3 separate regions of the Mus musculus genome follow, and all the other regions are linked to region 3. Evidence: chromatin contacts called from public promoter capture Hi-C data. All regions are on one chromosome and are shown on one strand. The core of a region is the stretch at or near the end of the contact, and the rest is flanking DNA. Distances in the headings are between cores, read along the strand shown.

Region 1 (4,920 bases), core at 2,074-4,573, 3.8 Mb before region 3:
GACTGTAAACCACTCAGAATGTTCTATAAACTCAGAATAGACAACTTGACAAGCCAACTTCTACACACCAAGTCTCTACTGTGTGGCTGGTACACTTAGCAAGTAACCCTTTTCCTCCCAGTCACACTGTGAGAAGAGTCCGGACTCTTAATCCTACACAGTAACAGTGCCTTTGGTATAATAGACCTTCCACCATTTGTGTCTCTCAAGCTTTTCTTCTGCTACCCAAGCTCTCCTAGAACTTGAACAAACTCAAAAACCTGGAAGGCAATTAAGGCATGCAGGTGACACTCACTGTATAATTACAAAATAACTCAAAGTAACCCTAATTAGTGCAAGACTAAGTGTAATCAAATACACACAGGGTTGAAAATTGTGAACTAGCCTTTCAGCCCTCTTAGAGTAAATTAAAAAGCACTGTAAATGACCCACACAAGCCTCACACCAAGCAGCACTGTGAACTCCACCATGAGTGATCTCACCGCTTGTTGCATTTCCTAAGACTTGTACTAGCAGTAGCTGGTCTTAAAAAGTCACTTAAATAGTAGTGTGAGAGGCCTATGTGTTTATCCAACAAAATGGCATTACCAAGTGAGAGATACTAGCGTGGCCTTCAACATTCCTTGGACTTTCGCAGCAGTAACAGCAATTATCTCCAACTTTCCAAGATTAGTTATCAAGCATGTTCCTTGTTTTTAACTTTTACATTTCTGGGTCATGTCAGTGTTGGAAAGTGCTCAAAATATATACATAAGCAGCACTGCTAAAAATTACATAACATTAAATGTATTGTCTCAGAAGGTCTCACTAATGACACTTTAATTAACGGGTATGCTCAGTAATGCCCCTTGTTTTTAAAACCACTACCAGGTGCTAACAAAACTAGAACTAGGGTAGGAGTTAGAGACCGTCTTCCATCCCAGCATTAACTCGCTCACTACAGGGCTAAGGCCATGAGTAAGAACAGTAGCTCTTGGCCATCTTCCTTTCTAATACTGTATGATCCAGGGGACACATCTGATTGTTAGCATATCTCCTGCCTCCTAATACAAAACTTCTCTGTATTTGAAAGAAAGCTAAGAAACGAGGAAAACTAAAGTTTTAAGTAATGTTAAAAAGTTTAAAGATCTAGCTGGGCGGTGGTGGTGCACGCCTTTGATCCCAGCACTCCAGCACTTGGGAGGCAGAGGCAGGCAGATTTCTGAGTTCGAGGCCAGCCTGGACTACAAAGTGAGTTCCAGGACAGCCAGGGCTATACAGAGAAACCCTGTCTCAGAAAAAAAAAAAAGAAAAAAAAAAAAATTCAAAGATCTAAAGGTGTAATATTCCTTCATGTGATTATATTAATGGCACATACAAGGCACCAGCTCTTTTGGAATTCACACTTCAGTATTACTTGAAATACAATGCATGATGCAAACACAATATAAAGTACTTAAAACTTTTTACAGCCATATTTTCAACAGCAACATACAAACTGCATTAGTACCAGTCAAGCACTCAGGTTTCACCAGTTTAAAGGTCTACACTGAATTATAACTTCAATATAGAATCTCCATTTCTTTCTTACCAAACCTACTGGAAATAAGGTACAGCTGTATAGCTGACACCTAGTTCCCTAGATACTTACACATGGCCCTGAAGCAGGTTTTCTTGATCTGGGGAACTTTAGTTGTTTAGGTTCTGAAACACTTTCCTTCGTGGGGCCAAAATTAACTAAACTACAACACGATTAAGGCAAATCCAACACATCTCCCAGATGCAGTAAACTTGGCATCAGTCAGGACTGGCCACAACACGTGATGGTGTTTGGATACTTCTGTGGAAATTAACTTGTGCACACAACAGGACCAACATCATTTCAGGGCCACAAGCCGTGGGCATCCCCTCGTTGAGTTTTATCACATAAAATTTGAAAGCTAATACGAAAGTTTTATAACAACTACATTTAAGTCAGTATTATTTTAACAGTTGAAGAGAACTTTTCCACTAATGTCGCTAAACCATGGATGGATCCCAACACGAGAGTCGTCTGTGGAAGTCTCGCAACAAGAAACCACCTAAGTTTCCAATCACGGGGAAGGGTCTGGGACAACTCATCTTCATGTTCTCGGGAGGAGTGGACGGAGCACACACCTGCTTTCCTCTGGCAGAGATTAAGCTCCCAGGGACACAAAGGCCAGGGAATCAGACCTGGAGAGGCAAAAAGCTTTAGCTAGATACCCACCAAGCCCCGTGGCCACCCAAACACTTCGAGTGTTTTTTTTTCTTTTTTTTTCTTTTTTTTTTACCTCTTGGAGTTACTTCTCAGGCACTTAGCGGCACAAGATGTTGCAGACCAGTGGGAAGAAGGGGAAGGCTATGCGCTCTGGTCCCAAAGTCAGGGGAGGGGTGTGGACAGTTACCTCCAGGGCCGGGGCTACAGGCCCGGACAGAGTAGCCTAGCCGCGCACGGGGCGCCGCCTGACTGCTCTCGGACCGCCCCCGTTACTCGGGGAGTTACAATGGCGACCGCAGGGCTCCCCGGACCTCCGGGTCTCGGCCCCCTTCCCCCTACCGCTCACTGGCTGCTCCGCTACATGTGACTAAACAAAACCCCCCGAGTCCAGAGCCCGGCTCGGCCCCTTTGTGTCCGCCACCGGATCCGCCGCCGCCGCAGCGGAAAGGCACCCCCCGCCCCGCGCGCCCGCCTCCGAGTCCCGCCCCGCGGCGGCCGCCGCCGCTCACCTAAGGTTCCGCGGCCCCCCGCGACCGCCGCCTCCCGGACCCCGCGGCCCGGGCTCCTTGTGCAGCAGCAACTCCGCCTCCTCGGCAGCAGCCGCCATCTTAGCCTGTGCGGCAAAACGCGTCCTTTCCGAGGGTTGGGAGCCAGCCTAGGGCGTAGCTCCCCGGGCCCGAGCGCCGCGGGCCGGGTCCCCCCACAACTTCTTCCGCCACCCTCAGTCCCGCCACCGCCTCAGCCCGGACGTCCGAAACGCGGCCGGGGCCGGGGCTAATCCGACCGAATAAGACCCCCGAAACTCACAGTTTGGTGCCGTGTGCGTCAAACCGGGGCGACGTTGGGAGCGCGCGGCGTCCCCGCGTCACACGCCGCTCTGTACGCTACTCGGCTCCAACGGCCCCCTCCGCTCCCCGCTTCTCGCCTCCGGCCTCGGTTCCCACGGCGCAGGCGCGCGGCTTTCCCGCCTCTGCCTGGCCGCCGGCCGCCGGGGGAAGCCAGCGAGGCGCGCCCGTGCTCTCGGGCCGCCGGAGCTCCCGTGCCAATCAGACCCACGGGGGGCGGCAGCAACGCTGCACCGCTGCTCTCCCGTGCCAAAACCAAACAAGGTCACCTCCCCCAGCGGTGACCTAACCACTCCGGAGGAGGTTCCCGCCCCAAAGTAGGCACGCTCCAAATATGGTGGCGACCAAACTCTGCAAGACCCAAGTACCAGGAATGCCTAGGCCCTTTAAGGTGGAATAGGCCCATCTCTGGTGTCTGCAATCGCTAGTTTGCCAAAAACCTGTTCCCTTTTCCAGCTGTTGAAAGAACCAGCAACATATATCAGGCCTACCTTGGAGAACTGGCACAGACAGGTTTTATGATGTTAAACAGGCCAGGTGGCAAAAGCATCAGGTATAGAAATTCAGTTACCCAGACAAGACACCCAAAAAGAAGGCCCGGATTTGGGTTCCTTGGACTCTGCAAGGGCAGATTCTGCACTAAGGAACATGCCTTGATTGTCCAAATTGGAGTCATGCAAAGAGACGTCAGAAATGCTGGTTAACTCTTCAGGTAATCAATAGATTCCCCAGAGGGTCTTCTAAATCTCCCTTTTAACAAGCATTCAGCCATGGGCTTCTGAGGGAAGCAGCGCACTAATTAGAGGTATTCGCTTTGCTTTTGAACCGAGTCAACAAGTTCCTAACCTGTTGAAGGTGAGCTAAACGTTCTAGAATACTCTGATGGGCCTGCCTTACTAAATTCTTTGGTTTCGCTGAACTTTTTCTCATGAAAAACTTTAAAACGTTTTTTAGTAGTTAAGCAGTAATCATGAACTATGCACCTCCAAGCCTTCGAGATATTATTAACATTCACAGGAATACACCATAATTACATTTATTTGTCAAGAATGGGAGTATCTTTCCTGAAAAACGGTGCCTTCAGAAGCAGCAAATGTATCCCAAAGAACGAACATTTCACTATCCACTCTAATTATTTCGCTTGCTAGTAACTGCTGACAACTAGAGTTCATGCTGTGTGTGTGTCAGGCATTCTTGTCACCTGTTCAAGTTCATTACAACCTAAAGTGGCAAAGAGAGATTAGACTGTTGAGCTGTTTCAAAATGAAAGCTTTCCTTCATATATACGAATAGATAGATACACAACAAATAAATCTGTGTCCATTTTCAGCCAACTGCTTGGAGGAGATGCACTTTAGAGACTTATTCTCATCTCATGAGTTTGGGTTTTGCTTGAATGTATGGCTGTGCACCGCATGCTTCATGCCTGGTACCACAGAGTCCAAATGAGCCTCAGGAAGGACCTGAAACTGGAGCTGCAAATGACAGGCCATCATGTGGAAATATCACAAGGGACCTGATCCTGAGTCCCCAGCAAGCACATAAGGTACTCTTGGCCAGTGAGCCATGTCTCCTGACCCACCAGGTCTGTTAACCTGCAGAACTCAAAGGCCTATCACCTGGAACCAAGCCTTGCATACTTCAGGGCACATTTCAGATATATAAAATATATCGATGTATGGGATCTCCAGATACTTTGTGTGTGTGTGTGTGTGTATTCAGATTATATAAAGTGTTGAATAAATGAGTTTCCATAGTTCTAAGAAAAGAGTCTACTTTCATCTTAGTAGGGAGTGGGGAGGTTAAAAACATAAAGCTTTTAAAATTATAAACAAAAGCTCTCATGAGAGTCAGGCA
Region 2 (4,805 bases), core at 1,908-4,407, 3.7 Mb after region 3:
AAAGTGAAATGGCTTCCCCTTTAGCTCAGGCCTCGGAGCCAGGCTGAATCAAGACGCCCTGTTGGCTGCTATACTGGAACCCATTCTAGGTGCTACGGGCACCTACAGGGTTGAGGCTGGGGGTGTGTTGAGCATCCTGGCACACAGGTCAACTCCGTACAGCAAAGTACTTTGGACCCCAAATCCAGCCCTATCCCCAATCCTATCAGTATGTTTAACTTTCCCAGTAACAGGTCCAACCCCTCTCACATCTACACACAAGCTCTGTGAAGACTCCCCTCTTTAAAAAGAAAAAGATAATTGGGCATGAGTACAGTTATTCACGGAAGCCAGAGGTGTTGGATCTGCCAGAGCCAGGACTGGGAACTGAACTTGGGTTCTCTGCAAGAGTGGCACGGCCACCTGTCTAGCCTGGTGCACTATAGAAGGGTTGTCACAAAGGAGCACGGCTTTCCTCGGAGGAAGCCTTACCTGTTCACGAGTACAAAGTTGAAGGTCTGTCCTGTCACCTCGCAGACTCGATCTCGAACACGCTCTAGAACAGGAACCCAGGGCTTTGGTGTCAGGGTAAGACCAGAAAACGTGTACGTGAGGCCAGCATCGCCATAGGTCGCCTGCTTCCTGGGAACACTGTGCCACTTTCCGAACACCTGGACCTTGGCCAGTGCACCTGCGTAGAAGAACGGGAGTTCCACCAGTGACCCTTGGGTGCAGACAGCTCCGCACATTCAAAGGTGGAGAAGCAGAAACAACGTTCCCTCTGCTCACGTTGTAAAACGCCATGTTGGGAACCTCTTACCCTAAATCATTGTGGCTTGTCCCAAGTATTCACTCTGGTGCTGAAGTAGACAGAACACAAATTCCAAGCCAGCATGTCTCAACGAAAGAGAGAGATGCCTCAGTTGGTAAAGTGTCCACCACAAGGTATTGCTCAGTATGCCTCGAATCCCACTGCTGGAGGCTCACTGGCCAGCTGGCCTCACTGGATCTGCAAGTTCCAGACTCAGGAGAGGCCATGTCTCAGTGAGGAAGCGGTCTCCAGCTGGGCTTTATGTCAAGGGGCAGAAGGAATGCACATGAGTATACTGAAAATCCACTGGATTCTGTGGCTTCCTTGTGCAGACACATGAGACATGTAGACACACTATGTGCAGACACACAAGGCATGTGGACACAATAGCATTAAAACCAGCGGGCCACAAAAACAAAATAACATGAGAGCACCACAGGGGCTTGGGACAAAGGGGTTCTGTAGGAGTCAGGGTGATGAATCGGGGGTGTGTGAAAACAGCCAAAATGCATCATACACATGCATGAAATTGCTGAAAACAAAACATGGGTGACTTGTGATAAGTTATTTCTCTGCCACGGGTGAAATGGGCCAAGACAGATTAGATAATACTAAATGCAGTTTCTTGGGGCCAGTTCACTGGCCAGGGAATTCACCATAGGGGAGGAGGAAGAGAAATAGAAATAGAAAAAGAGCTCGAGTGTACAGAGAGAAGAGAAAGAGGAGAGACCACAATGTCTGGATCATATAGGGAAGAGCCTCTGGGGGAAGGGCTGCTCAACCCCTGGGCTGGAAACAGGGTTGGGGGCAGGGTATGTCAGGAAAGGACTTGTGTGTGGGGGGAGGAGGGGGATGCTGGAAGAACCTGGAGGCCTGGTCTGCTTTGATATACAAAATACACACTCCCTTTGTCCCTGGTCCAGAACCAAATCCTTCTAAGAGAAGGCCCCTGAGGCCATCATTCTCCCCTTCCTTTTTAAAATTTTGTTTTATTTTATGTATTTAAATATTTTATTTTGCTTGCTTGTGATGTCTGTGCCCTCGAAGGCTGGACAAGGGCACCACAGTAGCTGGAACTGGAGTTACAGAGGATTGTGGGCTGCCATGTGGGTGCTCAGACCCAAACTTGGGTCCTCTGGGACAGCAACTAGTCTTAACTGCTGACTCATCTCATACATTTATTTAATTATGGTCTTTAACAAAACAAAACAGGGTGTCGACAGGCAGTGGTGGCGCACGCCTTTAATCCCAGCACTTGGGAGGCAGAGGCAGGAGGATTTCTGAATTTGAGGTCAGCCTGGTCTACAGAGTGAGTTTCAAGGCAGCCAGGGCAACACAGAGAAACCCTGTCTCGAAAAAACAAAAACCACTGAGGCCTAACCTTCGCCTCCAGCTATTTTGAATCAGTATCACGAAGATCCCAGAATGGTTCGGTTTGGGGGTTTGTTTTGCTTTTTTTGTTATTTAGTTTTTTAACTTCCCAGGTAATTCCAATCAGTTGCCAAATAATTTCGTTCTAGACCTCGTGGACAGTTCGTATGCCAAACCATAACCTAACCTAACCAGAGCTGCCCAGACCGTGACCTAATCCGTCACAGCCGGAAGTTCACGCTTCTCCCAGGGAAGGCGCATCCTGTCCTCGCACAAGCCTAACGCACGTAAGACCTCCGCCTACCAGTAAAATACTCCACTTCTTGCTCCAACTCTCGGAAAATCTTGTCTGCCTCGGCTTTGCCGAATAGGACGGTGTAATCACAGCTCAGACCTTCCGCGCGAAGGTGTCGCCAGTCCGGGCTCTTCAGGTCGCCCGAGGCTCCTCCCGTCGGGGCGGGCTCCTCCCCTCCCCCTTGGAGGTCGCGGAGGTCTGGCCTCACCAGGAACTTGTCCATCCCGCCGCCCACTCACAGCTCAGACGCGTCCTACAAAGGAAACAAGAGCGCATTAAACCTCCTAGGAGGTGCCTGGCGGGCATCATCCAGGCGGGGAGCCTGCCCTGTAGCTTAAGTCTTCCTAGCACAAGCTGACCCGAACCACGCTGTCCTCACGCCCCAGGCGCCCATCGGTAGGAATCCCGGGCACGCATCCCCAGGCCCGCCCTGGAATGGAGTACTTTTAAAGACCCGTCCGTCCTCTTCGGAATTCGAGAGCTTTGGCTGCAAACGGCTGCCCAAACCCAAAAGGCTACACATGGGAAGACGCAAGCGCAGAGAGGCATGAGGCTCGCCCAGTTACCCAGAAAAGCAGGGTTGCCTCTGCCCTGCGGCCCCGCGGGGTAGGGGCTGGCACGGGCGAGCAACCGGGCTCCACCGGAGAGCCCGGAGCGGTGGGTCAGGTCTCTGCACAGACACACGCAGCCCCAGGAACCCTCACCCCGCCCCTCCCGCCTACGCGGGACTTCCGGGCACAGCGCCCCCTGCCGGTCTCCCTGCGCACCGCAGGATGCTGCCTTCACCTGATGGCTCAGCAAGGTTAGGCCTGTGGACCAGTTCTGGGGTCTACGAGCCTAGTGTGCTACAGCATACTGTCTGGGGGGCTTGAGGGCAGTGTATGAATCTGCACTCCTGACAAAGACACAGCATTGTCTGACCACTACAGTCGACATGGAGAACAGTTATACCATCCCATAGAATCCTTCCTCCCTTAGGTTCCGACATAATTTGTCAGCTATTCCTTGCTTGCTCTTCTTCACGATTCCACATAAATGTGATGGATTAGAGGCTGTATAGCCTTTTGCGTTTGACTTATTTCTGTAAGCACACTGCTTTTAGATATAACCGTGTTTTAAAATCTTTATTTTATTTTATTTATATGAGTACACTATTGCTCTCTTCAGACACACCAGAAGAGAGCATAAGATTCCATTACAGATGGTTGTGAGCCACCACGTGGTTGCTGAGAATTGAACTCAGGGCCTCTGGAAGAGCAGTCAGTGCTCTTAACCGCTGAGCCATCTCTCCTGCCCCTGCCCCCGTGTTTTTTAATCTTTTGGGGGGGTTGTTTTTGTTTGTTTTTCTTTTCTTTGTATGTGTGTGTGTGTGTGGTTTGTTTCGAGACAGGGTTTCTCTGTGTAGTCCCAGCTGTCCTGGAACTCACTTTGTAGACCAGGCTGGCCTCAGACTCAGGAATCCATCTGCCTCTGTCTCCCAAGTGCTGGGATTAAAGGCGTGCGCCACCACTGCCCAGCTGTGTTTTTTAATCTTTAGCTTCAAGTACAGCCATTTTATTTATATACTATGTATAAACATAGAGGACATTTGTACCGTTTTTCTCCTTCCATTGCTGGTATGGAAAGACCTGTGACAGTCATTTCTTGCTCCTGGTGGCACAGAAGAAAAAAAAATCACCATAAATATTCAAGCTCAAACTTTTCTGTGAATGCTGAGTTTACTTCATTGAGAAAACGCCCTGGTCCTCGACCAGAGGGAACGTGTTATATCTCTCTAAAGTGCTGCCTATGGGAGCACACGGTGCTCTCTGCTGTCACACACCAGCAGGGCACAGCAGGTCCTGTCTTATCCACGTTGTATTTTGGAGATGAAAACAAAAAAGGGGCAATGTGATAAACAAGATTTCTTTGTACAATATGGAAGTTGTGAGCAGGGTGACAGGCTAGGGAGTAGGGGGGGATGGGGAAGAGGATCTTACAGGGAAGAATCCTAAGCCAGCATTGAAGCTTTCCAGGTAAGGGACAAAATAACATAGCATGCGAAGATTTTAGCGGGACGCTGCGGAAAGGCAAACCGCCTGGAGAACTGCTAAATTGGGAGTCTAGTCAGTTCAGATTGGGAGGCTGTAGCCCAGACTAGCCCCTAACAGCTTGTGTAGCCAAGCCTTGTGCTCCTGATCCTCTTGCCTCCACCTCCCAGATGCTGGGCTCACAGGGTGTGTCACCACTCTGTGACACACGGCGGCATAGGAGGGTTTTTCCAGGGCAGCGGTCGGTCGAGGTTTAAATTACACTTGCAGTGGCACACGCCTTTAATCCCAGCACTTGGGAGGCAGAGGCAGGCGGATT
Region 3 (4,611 bases), core at 78-2,577:
TTTCTCAAGCTTGGCCTGAAACTGGGAAATCGCAGGTATCAGTCAGGGCAAGAGTGAATAGGGTCGCAGTAATCCCTGCGACCACAGCCCAGCAGATGAGATGTGGTCCCCAAAGTTTTCACCCAGACAGAGATCTCTGCATTGCTAGGGGTTTGAAGGTTCTGCTAGTGCCCTGAAGGCCTGACCAGCATTTTCAACCACTTGAGTTCCAGAGACACAGTGACTACTCACTCACTCACTGACCATTTCTCTCACTTCCTTCTCTTCTACTAACCTGAGTTCAGGTCGGAAGGACACTTTGCTCAGCAAATACTGTGCACGACAACTCAGTCAAACACGTAGTATTCTTAGCAAATCTATTACCTATACCCATGCAATGATCACCAAGAAGGGTTTGCCAGTTGACTCCCGGTTCCCTCCAAAGAACCCTTAAGAGATCATAGGACAGGAAGAATCCCAAGTGTCCATTTTATCGTCGCTGCCTCCCCGAGGCCCAACAATGTCCAAATCCCCAGCTGGTCCCGGACGCAGCGATAACTTGGCAACAAGTAACGATCGCTGCAAAGCCCGCTTAGGTGGCGTGGTTTAAGTCCTCCCACACACCCCTCACTCCAGGTCCTCTTCCTGGCAAGGTTGCAGCGCGGGGCCAGGAGGCATACGTATGCGTTTCCTTGGTCCCGGGTCTGGCCTTCCAGCCCACCTACCTCCAGGGCCTCCAGGGTGCTGAAGCTGGCTATAGCGAAGCCGTCAATAACCTCCTCCTCCTGCGAGCTGGACTCGCGGCGACGGCGCCGCGGGGGGCGCGCAGCGCGCAGAGGCGTAGGGCGCTGAGGCGGCGCGCCGTGGAGTCCCGCGTTCTCCTTGCCAGGACTGGGCTCTGGCTCCTCACCCGACGACGGGCTCTGGGCGCGGGCGTCCCGGGCGGCTTCCCGACGCCGGCCGCGATCTCGCTGCGCGCGCGAACGCCGGCTTGGCCGGACCTTGGCCTCCATGGCGGCGCCGCGGCGGTGACCTTGGCGCCCCGCACCGCCTGCTACGCCGTGCCGCCGGGCTGCGAGGGCGCCGCGCGGGCTCGGGGCCGGGGCGGGCTCGGGACCGGGGCGGGCATGCCGGGCGCGGGCTCTCAGCACCGGACGCCGCGCGGGCTAGGACCCCGGGTCCCGCGCATCGGAGTGCGGCGGTCTCTCGGCGACCCTAGACCAGGTCCCCAGGGACACGGCCCATGGCGACCGGCGGGCAGCGGCAGAAGGCGGCGGGTGGCGGAGCTTCTGAGCACCGGGACCGTGAGGCAGACACAGTAGTGGCAGCGACCAGAGCGGATAACAACTGACGCACTTCCGCCGGGCCGGAGTGCCAGAGGAAGCGGGCGCAGCTGGGGGAGGCTGACCCGTCGACTCCGCCCCACCCTGGCCCCGCCCTGACCCCGCCCTTCCGGACTAAATGGCTCTGCGCTGAGCGGGCCCTCGCCCTTTCACGTTAAGCCCCGCCCCCGAAAGGGGGGAAGCTTTCCCTTTGCTCCGCCCCTGCAACAGGCCACACCCGTTTGCGCACAGCTCTTTAGAATTCCGACCCCCCGACCCTGTCAGATCACGCCCCATTCTTCCCGGCTCCACCTCTCTTGTCTACGCTTTCTCAGTTCCTTAAGCCCCGCCCTTGCCTTCCGGTCCTGCTCACCTGTGCAGGTCGCTGAGCCTAGTCATGGTCAGATCCCTCCTACTTCATGCCTCGCCTTGTTGACCACGCCTACTAGGCAATTAGTGCTCGCCTACAAGTACTGCCCAGCCACCTACAGCGAGTTTGTGGCGATCAGCGCCTCCCCTTCCGCCCTTCCCGTAGGAGGTGATGGGTCTATGCACCTACAGTAGCTTGGGGCAAACTGAGTGGAAGCACGTGAGAGAGAGTAGGTAGGTTGGTGCTGGGGGCTCACTGTGCTGAAGTCCTAGAGGCAGCGCGTACGTCATCGTCCACCTGCAAGCCCTCAAGCCCAGTTTCACTCTGGTCCCCATGCAAAATTAGGTAGCGCCCTGAAAACCAAACCCTCCAGTCTCAAGTAGTCTTTCCTTAGAGACCTGCCTACACTAGTCCAAGGACTTGGGGACCGCCGATAGGAAGTACAAAACTAGACAAAACCGTGAGTTTCCTCAGCAACTTCCCCAGTTGGGATGCCCTGGAGCTGGGCACGAAGTCTCAGCAATTCCTCCAGTGAGAACATTTGACATGAAGAGAAGGGAGGTGTCACAGCTTGGGCATTGGGCACTGAGTGAAAAGTGACATTGAGCCATGCCTACATCTGGGCAGCAGAGGCCCTGAAAGGAAGCAGACACGACTGAAGAATGCCCCTGGACAGGACCTCAAGTGCACATTTTCTGGCTCCTGAGATGGCCACAGGCTCTCTGCCAAGACGTCCCTTGGGGCATCTGGGAACGTGGCCTATCATCCACAAGTGTGCTCTTTCACTTAACAACACGGGGACCAACACACCTGCCAGCCTACCTGCCAGCCTTCCCTCTTCTTCCCATTCCAGATTTTATTACAAAACTACTCAGAGCTAGCATCTAACTAGCTAAAGAACCCTGTTGGAAAGACGCAGAACCAAGGCAGCTCCTCATTCCTGCTAACTGTTCTCTTTTAGACACCTCCTCCTGAGACCACCCCACTCCCAGCTTGTGGGGAGTTTCACTCTAGGTCAACCCTTTTCCACTCCAAGAACAACGACTGAGACCCGATTTTTGAAGTTTTCAACAGAAATAAAAGGTATCCTTGCTTACCAGTTATCTTAGTCAGGGTTTCTATTCCTGAACAAACATCATGACCAAGAAGCAAGTTGGGGAGGAAAGGGTTTATTCAGCTTACACTTAAATCACCAAAGGAAGTCAGGACTGGAACTCAAGCGGGTCAGAAAGCAGGAGCTGATGCAGAAGCCATGGAGGGATGTTCTTTACTGGCTTGCTCAGGCTTGCTCAGCCTGCTCTCTTATAGAACTCAAGACTACCAGTCCAGGGATGGTCCCACCCACAAGGGGCCTTTCCCTCTTGATCACTAATTGAGAAAGTGCCTTACAGTTGGATCTCATGGAGGCATTTCCCCAACTGAAGCTCCTTTCTCTGTGATAACCCCAGCTGTGTCAAGTTGACACAAAACTAGCCAGTATACCAGCTCTCCCTTGTTCTCAAATGCATTGCCTCAGTGAAAGGCAGGGGCTCCAGAGACCAGGTTAGGTCCAGGACCTTTCTTTCTGGGTTTCTTCCCAATTTCCTTACCTCTCCTGGGATTAAAAACTCTGTTAATTCATTTCCAACTTAGAGACTAGTCATGGCCTCCCTGGAGGAATGGGACTCTAGCTCAGTTGTTCCCTAGAGGAGGCTATGGAAAGACATCTGTACTGATTCTCTCCCACAGGACACAGGGAGGGAGGGAGGGAGGCCTAAGAGGGGCTGGAACACGCTTCATTTGCCTAAGCTGTAAACTGGGCTCATTTGCTTCCATGTAGAGGGCCATTTTTGATGACCCAAGTGTTCACTCAGGTTGGCAAGGACTTGCTAAAGTTTCTGATGCAATTTATACTTGTTTCTTTTTTTTTTTTTTTTTTGGTTTTCCAAGACAGGGTGTCTCTGTATAGCTCTGGCTGTCCTGGAACACACTCCGTAGACCAGGCTGGCCTTGAACTCAGAAATCTGCCTGCCTCTGCCTCCCAAGTGCTGGGATTAAAGGCATGCGCCACCATTGCCTGATTTATACTAGTTTCTTAGTGGAAATGATAATCCTATCTACCTGTAGGTGGAAACCCCACCAACATAGGGACTCTCCAAAACAAACAAACAAAAAACAAAAACAAAAACCAAACAGCTGCTTCCCACACACTGGTCTACATCCCAGGCCTTTGCCTGGTTCCCTGCAGCTCTGATCCTCACCTGTTCCTCCTTTGGTTGAGGTTATCAGGGCCCCCCTCCCCTCCATTATAAGGGAATACAGGTCACTTCTGTGAGCTCTTAGTTTTATAAAGATATGTACAGAAATGCTCGGGAGAAGCCGGGCATGGTGGCACACGGCTTTAATCCCAGCACTCGGGAGGCAAAGGCAGGCGGATTTCTGAGTTCGAGGCCAGCCTGGTCTACAAAGTGAGTTCCAGGACAGCCAGGGCTACACAGAGAAACCCTGTTTCAAAAAACCAAAAAAAAAAAAAGAAAGAAAGAAATGCTCAGGAGAAAGCTTGAGGACATTTTATTAGAGTGTGAGAAGGATGGGCTAGCTAGACATCCCGACAGCAGCTGGGAGAAGGAACCTGGGTAAGAGGAAAGTCAAGAAAGTCAAGCTTTCAATTGAGTAAGAAGGCAGGCTCAGCAGTGGGGGTGGACAAGCAGCTGCACTTCAGTTGGAGTCAGAATAACAGAGTGTCGGGGTAAGTAGGCTTAGAATTCTGACCCACTAAAGAAGGGGGGGGGGGGTAAAGAAAACAGTCTTTTTGAGGTAAGAATACAGAAAAGAGAACAAGCTTAGCAGCAATGATCTGTAAACAATTGGATCCCGGGAGAGACTTCTGGTGTCTATAAACTGATGTCTCCAGTTCAGGTCTTGTCAGGTTCATTTGAATTAACTCTCTACTACTGTCTC

Evidence for each region. Promoter capture Hi-C pulls out the DNA fragments that hold promoters and counts their contacts.
Region 1: a contact with region 3 is called in a promoter capture Hi-C map of pre-B cells. The contact joins the promoter of Zfp644 here to the promoter of Fbrsl1 in region 3. A contact is called at or near these places in 2 of 39 promoter capture datasets (cranial neural crest and pre-B cells).
Region 2: a contact with region 3 is called in a promoter capture Hi-C map of pre-B cells, with 3 times the contacts expected there. The contact joins the promoter of Alkbh2 here to the promoter of Fbrsl1 in region 3.

What each region holds. Positions count from the first base shown.
Region 1 is chr5:106,693,507-106,698,426 of GRCm38.p6, forward strand. It overlaps Zfp644 (zinc finger protein 644), which reads right to left and starts at 3,324. Exons shown (of 10, transcript NM_001363318.1): 1 at 3,026-3,324; 2 at 2,137-2,193.
Region 2 is chr5:114,125,061-114,129,865 of GRCm38.p6, forward strand. Alkbh2 (alkB homolog 2, alpha-ketoglutarate-dependent dioxygenase) reads right to left here and starts at 3,158. Exons shown (of 4, transcript NM_001359941.1): 1 at 3,023-3,158; 2 at 2,466-2,709; 3 at 472-670. The coding sequence starts at 2,679.
Region 3 is chr5:110,447,176-110,451,786 of GRCm38.p6, forward strand. It overlaps Fbrsl1 (fibrosin-like 1), which reads right to left and starts at 1,328. Exons shown (of 19, transcript NM_001142642.1): 1 at 705-1,328. The coding sequence starts at 992.